Regions from separate parts of the Mus musculus genome. Here all the other regions are linked to region 1. A link is a contact called in public HiChIP or PLAC-seq and promoter capture Hi-C data. All regions are on one chromosome and are shown on one strand. Each heading gives the region's core, a stretch centred on a gene start, on an enhancer-like site or on the middle of the called end of the contact. The rest is flanking DNA. Distances are from core to core; before and after follow the strand shown. Region 1 holds the start of Lap3 (leucine aminopeptidase 3). Region 2 holds the start of Prom1 (prominin 1). Region 3 holds the start of Tapt1 (transmembrane anterior posterior transformation 1). Region 4 overlaps Gm35959 (a long non-coding RNA gene).

Region 1 (2,837 bases), core at 185-2,684:
TGCTTCAAATTTCAGATCAGGGATGTCCACATTGTTTAGTACCCTGTCAATCAGGGAAAGTGTGTGACTTTGCAGAGAGGGCAGAAGAAGCAGGGCCTTCTGCCAAGCACTTAATGGTGTGGCTCCACATTTCTGTCACACGCTCCCCGCCCCAAACACCTGAAATAAGGATGTAAAACCACTGCTCATCATTTGACTTCACAAGGCAATTTACGACTTTTAAAATACTGCCTCCCTTACGGCCACTTCAAGGAGTACTTTTCTCTCATTTGCCAGATAAGGAAACCTAGTCCCTGACACTGGAGCTCCTGCGTAGTTAAACTTTGACAGTGCACATGCCTTCTTTCTGGTCAGGGCCCTTTCCAAAAAACACCCCAGGTACTCCGGACCCATCTTTCCACTGAAGAAAACAGGCGTCCTTAGCAATGGTAAGTGCTAGGTTCTAACTTTCCCAAGATTGTTCATTCTGGGGTTCCATGAGACCAACCTGGGACAATCCAATGTTACCGGCCAGGGCTGGAAAGGTGTCTGCCTAACTCCTCTGCTATCTGTGATAACTGCAGGCGACCTGAGTTCAAAGCTCCATCTGGAACATTCCTCCCTCACCAGGTCCTGGAAGTATGACCTGGAAGTACTCCAATGAGCCCTTCCAGACTTTTCCCATCTGAGGGTCCTTCATAATTTCTCAGACTATGGAGAAGACCCTCTTCCAATTTCAAGATGACCTCTCTCAATAAAACCCTTTCCCCTAAAAGGACAGAAACCCAATCCAGCAGTTTCCTCCCCCAGGGCCTTCCACTTCACTTCAGCGGGGGGAGGGGTCCAGGCCCTGTGACTGGCTACTCTGGAAGCGTAGCAGGCTTTGGGACAATCCTACCGTCGTCCTTTCTAGGGTCTCTGTGAGAACTAAAAGAATTGGCGAACTAGGCGCGTGTAATTTTTCAGAGCTCAGTTAGAGGAGTCAGTAAACACTGGTTAGGTGGAGTGAGCGGTTCTGCTCAGCCTTCAGAACCCAGCACTGTCCAGTTAGGAAGAAAGGACGCGCCCTCGGCAAACAGCATCGGCCGCCCTCGTCGCAAGCCGGGCCCAGGCTGGTGTCCTGCAAACCCAGGGAACTTTTCTGTTCAGCTCATTTCTGCAACTTGATGCGTCCGTCCGACACATCGCGGCCTGGATACGCCGGGTCACCCTGCTGCCCGCCGCCAGGGCTCGCGCGGCCGCCCGAGAGCGAGCCGCCTCCACTCACCTTCGTCATGTCTGCGGTGGACAGACCCCGATCCCAGAGACCTCTCACTCCCAGGCGGCGGAGCGCGACTCGCGCGGCAGCCGGAAGGGGCAGCAAGTACATCTTCTCGGCTCGGCCCTCGGCGCCGCCCTCCAGAGAAGGAGCACGTGGCGCGTGGCAGGGCGCGCGCCTGGAGGCGGGACCTCCGGGGTCGCCGGACGCGCGCTTGGAAAGCCGGACCTGTGCGGGGCCTTGGGGGCGGGGCCGTCGGCAACTGGGCGGAGACCCGCTACTGAGCCTTAGGGAAGGGCGGCAGGCCCTTGGGGGCGGGGCTTCTGTTCTTGCGGGCCGGCGTCGTGGGCGTGGTTTCTGCGGGCTCAGGGGCGTGTCGGCTTGCTCGTGCTCGCGTGGGAAGCCTGAGAATTTGGTTTAAGGCAGTTTAACAGAAGTATGTCAATTTTATTTAACAAGTTTGTGTATACATGGAAGCCCTTACAGGAAAATGAGGATCCTGAAAGTGATCAGGTCCAAGTGCTTATATTGAATAGTAAATAGTTATGAAAAAGTAACTAAGCATAAAGGAAAACAAAAAGAATGTAATAATTAGCTAAATAAGGTTCATTTGGGCAGATTTCTAGCTTCCTTAACGCCTCACCTCGGGTAAAAGTATTTGGGGTAGCAGTAGTTTACATGGTGGTTTGACGTTCTGCTTTGGGGTTTGGGAGACCCAAAGATGGCTCTTCTTGCATTTAGTTCTATTCAAGTGCCTTTTAGGTGCAAAATATTGATGCTCAAGTGGCATACTTTAATGTAGCATATCTGCCATCCTTCATTATCCAATAAGGGCAAGAAGTACAGTGATTACAAAAACTGTTTTGAAGAGTGTCTTATGTAGACATCCGGATATGGGCCATGATTGTCCCCATTAGTAGCCCACCCTCACTACTGACAAGGCTCATATTTTAAAGCTTTGGTCAGCAGCTCTTGGTCAGCAGCTCGTGGTGCTGCAGGGAGGAGGTGGAACACGTAGAACATGGGACCTAGTAGAAAGAAGTTGGGAGGTTTCAAGGAAAATGCTGTGATCCCAGGACCCGGCTGCCTGTCTCTGATTCACCACAGATGAAGAGGCATCCCATCGTATGTGTTCAGCATAATTGCTATGCTGGCCCTAAACCCGTGCACTGAATGACCACGGGAACCTCTGGAGCTAGGAACTAAAGTCTTTCCTCTTTTTAATTTGACAGCTTCAGAAAGTTTTGTCCTGGTGATAAAAAGGTTACTAACGTAATAAGATCAAGTTCCTTCTGCCTTTTTTATTTTGTTTAAGGACATTTCTTCCACAAGAAATGCCTCCAGACCATCCCACTGTGGGTTTTATGTCTCCTACTCCCAAAGCAACCTGTCTCAAATTGCTAATCACCTGTATCCTGCTCGTGTGTGTGTGTGTGTGTGTGTGTGTGTGTGTGTGTATGTGTGTGTGTGTAGGACGTGGCTTTCACTTCTGTGTATTCATGCCAAAATCTAGCATCTAGTCCATATCTAGGGCCTATGCAAACAAGGTGCTCATAAATATTTGAATGAAAGTATGATCAAAGTCCAGTTGAGGTTGCAG
Region 2 (2,837 bases), core at 168-2,667, 1.4 Mb after region 1:
AGCCCTGTGCTGGTTTGCAGACACAGAAGCTGGATTCAGAGTGATAAGGCCATGAGTGCCCATGCTGGTAAAATAGGCAGCTCGGGGACAGCTAGGAGCTCCCAGGAGAGAGAACTCAAGTCTCAAGCTAACACCATCCTCAGTAGCCTGTCTGCCTCTGAGCAGGAAAGCTGTGGAGCCCAGGAGACTGTAAAGGGGAGAACTGGCCATCTTAGACTTCTCTAGTACTCCAACACTGCTTGCTTCAGTTTTCCGTGGTTTCTCAGTGGTCTTTCTGAATGAACTCTTTCTACACCTTCGCCGTGTAGAGGTCAATTTCAATTTCACCTTCCCCTGCCCATCCTCAGTGTATGCTATATTTTGTGGTGAGAAAATTACTAAATTAAAGTTCATTTGTCAGGGCTGGGGAGATTGGTGAGTGGTATAAAGCATCGGTTGTTTTGGCAGAGGCACTCCCTCTTTGCAGAGTTTAATTCCCTGCACCCAGCCCGTATGGCAGCTCACAACCCTTTGTAACTCCAGTGACAGGGAAGCCAACACCTTCTTTTGACCAACTCCACGGTAAAGTGCTACACATACATTCATGCAGGCAAAACATTCATACACGTAAACTATTTTTAAAAGGCCATGTGTCCACATACCTATTCTTCCAACATCTGTGCAGCCATTCTTTCATCTCTCCGTCCATCTACCTAACAACCCGCACACAATTAATACGCATCCTTTGATGGTAAAAATGTCCCAGAGGCGCTATTCTTCCTTGGTCTATTCTCTACCCACTTTTGGTTGAATCCAGGAATGTAATTGATCAAAAGGACCAGCGTTGTGTTTGTCCCTGATAGCACAGGGATACACTACAGCCAATTTTTCTCCCCCTTAGATGATTTTTGTTTGTTTGTTTGTTTTTTAGTTGTTTTAAATAAAATGCACTGAGTACCGGTATCGTGTCTAAAGAGCCAGGAAAGTGTGGAGGTTAGAGATTTTAGGAGCTAGCGGCCTTCCAAGCAGCGATTTAGGATTAGGTGATAGAGAAGGGTGTTCTGGGACTGAGCAGGGATTTCAGCAGGAAATAAATGCTCTGTCCCGTGGGTGTCCCCAGGGCATTGTAGCCTCTCAGAAGGTCCAATCAGTGCGCTCAGACTCAGAGCCCTAGGCTCCTGCTCTTTAAATTACCGAGCCTTGTGGAGACCCCGGCACCTGGCCTTAAGCTCAGCCCTGAGTAAGTACGTTTCTGAAGGAGTCGGTGTTCCTTTAGTTCCATCCCCAAACCTCTGCCAGAGACCCTAGAGGACGCAACAGGTTCCCAGAGTCCTGGAGTCCCGTGGTCCTGACTCAGGCACCCTTAGCCAACCCGGGGCGGAGCAGTGGGACGGGCTCTCACCCAATCACTCTTGTGGTGCCCTGGGGCTGGACCTTAAATAATTCATGAATTAAGTGGAAGGAGCCCAGCTTAGAGGCGAGGGGCTGGAGGGTTCCGAGACCCGGAGGAGAGCTGGACCGGAGAGGTGAGTTGCTCCGAGTGCCGACCCAGCGCGGGGCGCTGAGCTCCCCCTCTTCTAGAACACCCAGGGCAGGGATGAGGAGTGGAGAAGCTCGAGCAACGTCTTCCTCTGCCTCCACAGCAGGTGGCGGGAACCTAGTTTGTCTTCCCGAAGCTGGAGGGGCTGCAGGGTGGTGTGGGTCTCGGCCAGTGGGCGAGCCCAGGGTCTGGAGGACTGGTTATAGAGCGTGCAAACTTTTTCCCGCGGCGGTGGCCGGCTCCTCTCCGCGGCACATTGCTCCGCTCCGGTACTCCTTCCATCCTGTGGAGGGGTGGAGGTCGCTGGGTTCCGGAGACAAGAGCAGGAGGCGGTGAGACTTTCAGGCCACCGGCCCGCTTTCGGGAAGGGCGGCGAGAGGAGGTTCGGTCTGGGTCTTGAGAACTCTTTTGCGGTAAGGAAAACTCCAGGAAAGGCCAAGGTGGGGGGTAGGCTGGGGGAGGGGGACAGGACGTGGGACTCCCGGCCACCAGCCACCATCTGCTACCTATGTGCAGCTCACAGTGCTACTGGCCGCAGCGGGAGGGCGATGCCGGTGCAAGGGCAAACCGCCTCCCTGCGGCCGTTGCCAAGCGCACGCACCCGGGCTGGAAGTCCTGGCTCCAGTCAGCCCTTAGGGTCACACAGCACCGAGAATTTCAGCTTTCCTAGAGATGGAGAGCAGGAGCGCTCAGGGCATACCTTGACAGAATGCGGGGACCAGGGACAACAAAGAGGAATGTGGACTGAGCAGAGCTTCGTGGCTGCTGGAGGATCGGGGCTCGAGCTAAGTTCCCGAGAATGGGTCGGAGAGGTTCCAATCCTCAACCCGGCGTTCAAACAGGACTGGGTGGGGAAATGCCTTGGTGGCGCTCCGGACTACAGGACTCAGGGGCGATCCCCTCCCCCAGGCGACGGCGGATTCCTGGAGGCTCCCAGCTTCGCGCGCCGCCTCGCAGTCGGTTCTTTTGTGTTCCGCAGCCCGGGAAAGGCCCCTGAGAAGGGGGGAAGGTGGGCAGGAGGGCGCCGGGTCTGGCGGCAGCTTGTAGGGAAAGGCAGCGGAGCAAAGGTACCGGCGCTTCCTGCAGCTACTGCTTCCTCCGGGAGCTCGCTCTGTTGCTCTCTTGTTCAGTTGTGGACTTTTCTCATGCCCAGGCGGAGAATGGTTTGCTCGGCTTCTTGTGGGCGGTTGCTGGCCTTTGTTAAGCAAGCGAACGGTTAAAGTCCTTTGTGGACCCCTCCACCCTAACTCACTAGAGACCCAAACAACTTGAACAATGAATTTGCTTTGAGCCATGTGAGAACTTTTTTGATTGACCA
Region 3 (2,837 bases), core at 220-2,719, 1.3 Mb after region 1:
CAACCAAATATAATCTTTATAAAGGAAAGACATAGTCTTAGGTTTCTAGCAATATCATTTTAAAACAGGAGTTTTTAAATAGCAACCCTGACAGGGCCCCTCTCCCTTCTTTGACTATTTAAGATTTGGAACACAGATAATAAACTTAGGTTGGAGGAAACCTTACAGTATATAAAACTCTGTGTCTTTTGATTTTCATGATGCTGGAGCTTTGTCAAGGGCACTGTTTTTAAGATCCAGTTTTACCAAATAAAACCAAACTGACTTTAAATAATATTCTCTGCAGTGTTTGGTTTTCCACAATGTAAAGTTTACATTGAATTGGGATTGGGATTTCTTGGACTTTGCAAGTTCCTCTTTAACCCTCCTATCCCTTCATCCCGCCCTACTGTCAAATGGCCTTGCTGCAGTACAGTACAGAAAAGTTGCGGAGTTTGCAATCGGGTATCTAGCTTTCCATCTCTAAGGCTCTCCTGGATGTTCTAGGCCTGCTCCATCGCTTCTCGGCTTAAGTGTAGGGCAGTTTAGAGAGTGAAGAGGTATTTGCTATGCTTCTACTCATTTAAAAAGTTGCCACAATGCAGGTTAATTCCGAAGTGGGCATGAAGGCAATCCAGGGGCCACCGCGTGCGTTACAGGAGCGCACAGCAAGAATGTAGGAATCCCAGGTGAAGGTCTTCCAAGGCTGAGGCGGATTCATTTGCACCCAGCGAGCATCCGTTGGTCTCAGCGCGGCTATCCGTGACTACCAGTGAGGGGGTAAGGGTCACAAGTCTCACGGCAAGCGGTGACAATCTGACAGAACCAGGCCGCCTTGGCTGCCACCCGCAGTCACATAACCCTATTCCCGAAAGGCAACCCAGAATGTCCCCGGCGCTTTAGGCGCATCGAGCACTTTGCCCGTCGGGCCGAGTCCCCCACCTGTTGGCACGCTCCCCCGAGCTAGGCTTTGGACACTGTCCACGGACAGGGAATGTGACAGACGATCATAAATATGCAGGAGAGATGCAGCCAAGACAGCAGAGCCACCGGGTCGGCGCCGGCGGGAGCCACAGAGCTGGAGCCCGGCCCCAGTCGCCGTGCAGCCAAGGCCAGGCGGGTCGCGCCGGCGCACTCCGGCCACCGCACGGGCACAAGGGGCTCCGGCCGCGCGGACAACCACGCCGAGCCCCGCTGCCGCCCACCGTCCCCCACCGCGCGACCCGGCGGCATGGAGCCCGGCGCGGCGCCCCGGTCCGCAGAGCCCGCCGCGCGCCACGGCGACGGCAGGAAGAAGATGGCGGCGGCCGTGGCGGCGGCCACCGCGGCCTCCCACGCGCCGCTGACGCCAATGGCGCGCGCCGGCCGGCGGGCTACGGATGGCGGCTGCCCGGGCGAGGGGCGGGGCGAGGCGGCGAGGGGGCCGGCGGGAGGCGGAGGCCGGGCGGGCGGCTGGAGGGAGGTGGCGGGGACAGTGTGTGGCTCTCGGAACATGGCGGGCGTCTGCGACGCGGCCGCCCCGGGAGAAGGCGGCGGTGGCGGCGCGGACGGCCCCGAGCGGACCGGCCGCGGCGAGGCGGAGCAGCCGGGTGGTGGCGGCCATGGGCCCGCGCCCCAACACACCGAGACGCTGGGCTTCTACGAGAGCGACCGGCGGCGGGAGAAGCGCCGCGGCCGCGCAGGTGAGGCGAGCGAGCGAGCGGGCGGGCGGGCGGCACTAGGCCGCGGCGGGCTACCGAGGGGCCGACCGGGCTGTGGTGGCGGGGACGCCAGCGCCTTCCCTCTGCGCGCGGAGCGGCCGCGGCTCCGGTGGCTCCCATGTCCCCACGGCCGGTGACAGCTACCCCGGCGGCTAGTGCGCGCGGCCCGACGTTCCCGCAGCCATCCCCGAGCCAGGTGCGCCCGGGAGATCGTCGGTCCCCGGTCCCCGAGAGTTCGCGACCGGCCTCAACAGTGACAGGCATCTCCCACATCCGAAGGAGGTCAAAAATGGGAAACGCAGGGCTTTCTAGGCGATGTCAATGCCGAGGTGACTCTTCCCCCTATGGTTTTATGCGAAGTTGAGTCTCGGAAACCTGTTAACTTGCCCGCCGAATCCATTTTTCGTAGACTCAGCTGACAGTGTGGTCGTGACCGTGAAGTTCAGCAGTTTTCTCTCAAACAGAAATGTGCGGCACCCCTTAAAATGTTACATGTGGAGTTTTCCTAAACTAAAACTTAAGCCAGAAGAAACAGTTTGTCACACAAGAAAATACGTACCACTTTTAAGCCCTACTGTCCATAAGCTCTGAAGCATACTGTTAAAATATTACAATCCCCTGTGTTCAAGGATCTTATTAAGAACTTTTAACAGCTTTGGTATTTACACTGAAGCGTTCTATTAAGCCCGGAAGCAAAAGGGAAAGTTTTGGCTTGGCCGTTTCATTGGGTATAATAGTGATTGCATTTTAATTCTTGCATCGTAGATCCAAGATCTTGGACAGCAACTTGATGACATTTCTTCCAACTTATTCTGAGCTAATGCAGTGGAATAAGGTCCTGCAGCTTATATAAATACTCGTTCAAGTTATAAGGTTGACTCCATTCACTATGGGTATTGAAATTATAGGAGTCCTAAAAGTCTGTAAGACTGGTGGATAGATCCTGATAGACTTGCTAATTCTCAGAATTGGACATAGAGTTTTGCATCAGTCTCCATATCTTTGAAAACTCAGGCACCAGCTGTGTGCCTTGTTTGTTTGGTTTTTTTTTTCCCCCTTTATTTTCTATTTGGTTTAGTTGTCAGTTAAACACTTGCTTGCAGGAATGTTTGCTTTCTAAATTGGCAATACCTAAGTAAACCAAAGTCTTCAATCTCT
Region 4 (2,837 bases), core at 170-2,669, 1.3 Mb after region 1:
GGTGCAGTGGAGGCAAGAGATAACAGGTTCGGGTTCCCAAGGACCAGGGAAGGGGATTAGAGCCCGTGACAGAGAGAGCAGCAGCCTCACATCGATGGAAGCATTCTAACTGTGCAACGTGACAGATATCCTTACAAAATCTCTAGAAATGTTTTCCTGGACTCTCAGTTTTGCCCTCCTTCCTTTCCATCATGGGTAGCTAAGTGACAGCCCTTTGATGGATCAATATCAGCTCTAAAGAAAAGGTTTGATACAGATTTTCAGGCAGTAATGCCACTGAGTGCTCTTGTAACGGACGGCTCTCATATTAATAAGCAAGAGGCTTTGTGCCTTGCCAAAGGAATTAGTGAAAAATTAAAAGAATATGATGGAGGGGCTGGATAGATGCTCAGCAATTAACAGCACCCGCTGCTCTGGGAGAAGACCAGAATTTAGTTCCTAGAACCCACATCAGACAGCTCAGAACCACCTGTAACTCTAGCTCCAGGGGATCTGATACCCTTTAGCCTGTAAGGACACACGGACACACACACACACACAATCCTAAGAGCATGAAGTAAAGAGGCGTTCTGGAACAACCCATAAAGACCCTACTTGCTTAATTAAGCAAGGTAGTCATCCCACATCCCCATATAAATGCCCACAGAGATCAGTAGATCAGGCGGGTCTTCCGGGTCTTCTGAGAACTCAATAGCTGTGGGCTGGATTAGGGCAGCTCTCTAAATTCTCCCACAGAGCACAAAAGGTGTAGGGAACAGAGAACCCTGAGAACAGCCACTCGCTCCCCCACAGCATCCAGGTCTTCTTTCAAAAATGTTGAAGTGTTGTTTATCTTCCCCCCAAACCTTCCCACCCCCTCCAGCCTTCACAGCTAGCTGCTCCAAATGTAAATGGAGGCACAATTTTAAAATGTTCAAGAATGTATTTGAGCAAGCAACAATTCACAGATCCTGAAGGACAAATTCAGAAGGGGCTTGGGGCTTCATCAGAGAAGCCCAGGGACAAGCTTCCACAAAGTGAGCATGGAAAGAAAGAACGGATCTGGCTGCAATAGTCCCACAGCCACTTTATTTTTTGTCCATCCCAGTGCAGACTCCCTGGAGTGTTGAAGTTATGTCAGGCTGATGCTTTCGGCTGGTAGAGCTTAACATTTTTTTCTATATCATAAGCATTTGCAAATAATAAGGCAAAGTTTTGATCATGTTTTCAATTTCAGTAAGCTTATTTCCGAGGTGGAACGGGACTGTTAGCTAGGGAAAATTTTCAGGCCAGGTCTTCATTTCAATTTGCTTAAGCAATTCTCCACTTGGCTATATCCTCAGCTGGCTGGAAGAGAAACGAAACACTACAGTGTGACTCTTATTCACTGCCTTTGGAAGATCTCACAAGTCACTGGAACAAAGGGTCATGTGGACATTATCATCATAGACAAGTACACTGGGACAGAGGACACTGCAATTCTCGTGGATAGTGACTGAGCTTAAGCTTTTGATTCTGGGCCTTAATTTGGTCATTGGATAAATGTCACTGTTGGAAAGCTTTTGCAACCTCAGGGAAGATGCCAGGACTATGGGGAGGGTAATAAGCAGGGACTGGATGTAGACAAGTTCATGGAAGCAGTATCTCCTGGTAGATGGGAACCTTGAATCAAATTTTAAGATAGTTAGCAATCCCTGACTTGTGAATGTACACCTAACCTGCCACCTTCCATGAGCACCCAGTCTCTAAGGCTCACCTGCAAACATGCAACTGTAAGGTGGAAGGCCACATGATTTGTGGAGAAGCACGGTGCACTCAACTTTTCTTCTTAAAAGGCATATTTAACTGTTTCTTCTAATTCAGAAATGTTGGTAGGGAAGACCAGTGTTCCAACAACCAAGAAAAAAGTGGGAAAAGCCACAGAGCTACCTGCAGCCAGAGGGCGGGCACTGCCTGGTGTTAATAGACAAATGGTCCCTAATCAGCTATTTGTTATCAGAGGGGGTCTTCTGAAATGGCACCTGAGCATGGCAAGGGACCAGTCATAGTCCTTGGCACCTGTGCTGATCTGTCCAACCCATGGATGAGATGAGGATGCTTTGAAAATGAAGTCCCTTACATTATATGTATAAAACTAAGTTTTGAGGCTCTTCATTAAGACAATTCTTGGATCCATTGACCTCAGTTTCCCTACAATTACAAAGCAAGAAGATCTCCTAACTCCTGAATTCAGGTCGAGTTTGTTGTAGAATTTGAGATGGGAGAAAAGTTTGAAAACATTCATCAGGGTGTCAACACAAAACACAGCTCTTGCTCCAAAAGGGGAAGGGACAGTTTATTTTGAACCAAATATGAGTGATCATGGCCCAGGAGCTAAGATCCAGGCTGTCCTTAATGATGAGTCATATCATAGAAACAGTTAGGTGAGCCTTTTAGAACTGTAGAACAAAAGAAAGTTATTAATCAATAAATTTACTGAATAAATCAGGCAGGCAGATTACAGCAAAGCAAGGAAATCTCTGCTGTAAGCATCAAATGCTATCTGAGGACAATCTTAGCTATGGGGTTGGTAGAAGTTCATGGTCTAAGCTAACACATTACAAAACTTTTACTTGATGTCGAAAGGATGTTAGGTCAGATACAAAGGTAGGTGATAAATGGTGGTCAAGGGAAGTAAGGCTAGAGAGCTGGGCTAGCAGGTAAAGATGCTGTCCAGGCTGAGGATCTGTGTTCAATTTCTGGGACCCACACAGAAGAAAGAGGGAATTAGCTCCTGACATAGTTATTGGCAAAGTTCCAATTCCCCACCACAGGCTGTTTCTAACCAGCCAATTAGCCAATCAGAATCTTCAACAAAG

The links. Promoter capture Hi-C pulls out the DNA fragments that hold promoters and counts their contacts. HiChIP or PLAC-seq counts read pairs in DNA pulled down with a chosen protein or histone mark. Capture Hi-C pulls out chosen DNA fragments and counts their contacts.
Region 2: a contact with region 1 is called in a promoter capture Hi-C map of hippocampal neurons, with 5 times the contacts expected there. The contact joins the promoter of Prom1 here to the promoter of Lap3 in region 1. A contact is called at or near these places in 5 of 39 promoter capture datasets (the 3T3-L1 cell line, cranial neural crest, embryonic stem cells and 2 more), 1 of 484 Hi-C or Micro-C datasets (embryonic stem cells), 1 of 115 datasets of contacts at active chromatin or transcription factors (stem cell-derived neural progenitor cells) and 1 of 9 other capture datasets (adipose tissue).
Region 3: a contact with region 1 is called in a promoter capture Hi-C map of adipose tissue, with 4 times the contacts expected there. The contact joins the promoter of Tapt1 here to the promoter of Lap3 in region 1. A contact is called at or near these places in 15 of 39 promoter capture datasets (the 3T3-L1 cell line, the C10 cell line, the HPC-7 cell line and 8 more), 1 of 15 datasets of contacts at CTCF or cohesin (large pre-B cells), 2 of 484 Hi-C or Micro-C datasets (CD8 T cells and embryonic stem cells), 9 of 115 datasets of contacts at active chromatin or transcription factors (the NIH/3T3 cell line, acute myeloid leukemia, embryonic forebrain and 6 more) and 3 of 9 other capture datasets (adipose tissue, embryonic stem cells and liver).
Region 4: an H3K27ac HiChIP or PLAC-seq map of hepatocytes shows a contact between it and region 1, with 15 times the contacts expected there. The contact joins the enhancer-like site here to the promoter of Lap3 in region 1. A contact is called at or near these places in 5 of 39 promoter capture datasets (cranial neural crest, embryonic stem cells, liver and 2 more), 1 of 484 Hi-C or Micro-C datasets (CD8 T cells), 4 of 115 datasets of contacts at active chromatin or transcription factors (the NIH/3T3 cell line, embryonic limb bud, embryonic stem cells and 1 more) and 1 of 9 other capture datasets (adipose tissue).

What each region holds. Positions count from the first base shown.
Region 1 is chr5:45,491,971-45,494,807 of GRCm38.p6, reverse strand. It overlaps Lap3 (leucine aminopeptidase 3), which reads right to left and starts at 1,434. Exons shown (of 13, transcript NM_024434.6): 1 at 1,247-1,434. The coding sequence starts at 1,348.
Region 2 is chr5:44,100,316-44,103,152 of GRCm38.p6, reverse strand. Prom1 (prominin 1) reads left to right here and starts at 1,417. Exons shown (of 28, transcript NM_001163577.1): 1 at 1,417-1,505.
Region 3 is chr5:44,225,238-44,228,074 of GRCm38.p6, reverse strand. It overlaps Tapt1 (transmembrane anterior posterior transformation 1), which reads left to right and starts at 1,469. Exons shown (of 14, transcript NM_173764.3): 1 at 1,469-1,661. The coding sequence starts at 1,472.
Region 4 is chr5:44,241,618-44,244,454 of GRCm38.p6, reverse strand. It overlaps Gm35959 (a long non-coding RNA gene), which reads right to left. Exons shown (of 2, transcript XR_376934.4): 2 at 2,293-2,837. Among named protein-coding and RNA genes, the nearest start is that of Gm35959, 12 kb to the right of the region's middle. Within about 2 kb of position 1,419, at least 11 of the 459 cell types and tissues checked have an H3K27ac peak or open chromatin away from gene starts, as enhancers often do. A contact at or near this core is called in adipose tissue, hepatocytes and liver, where this site is marked.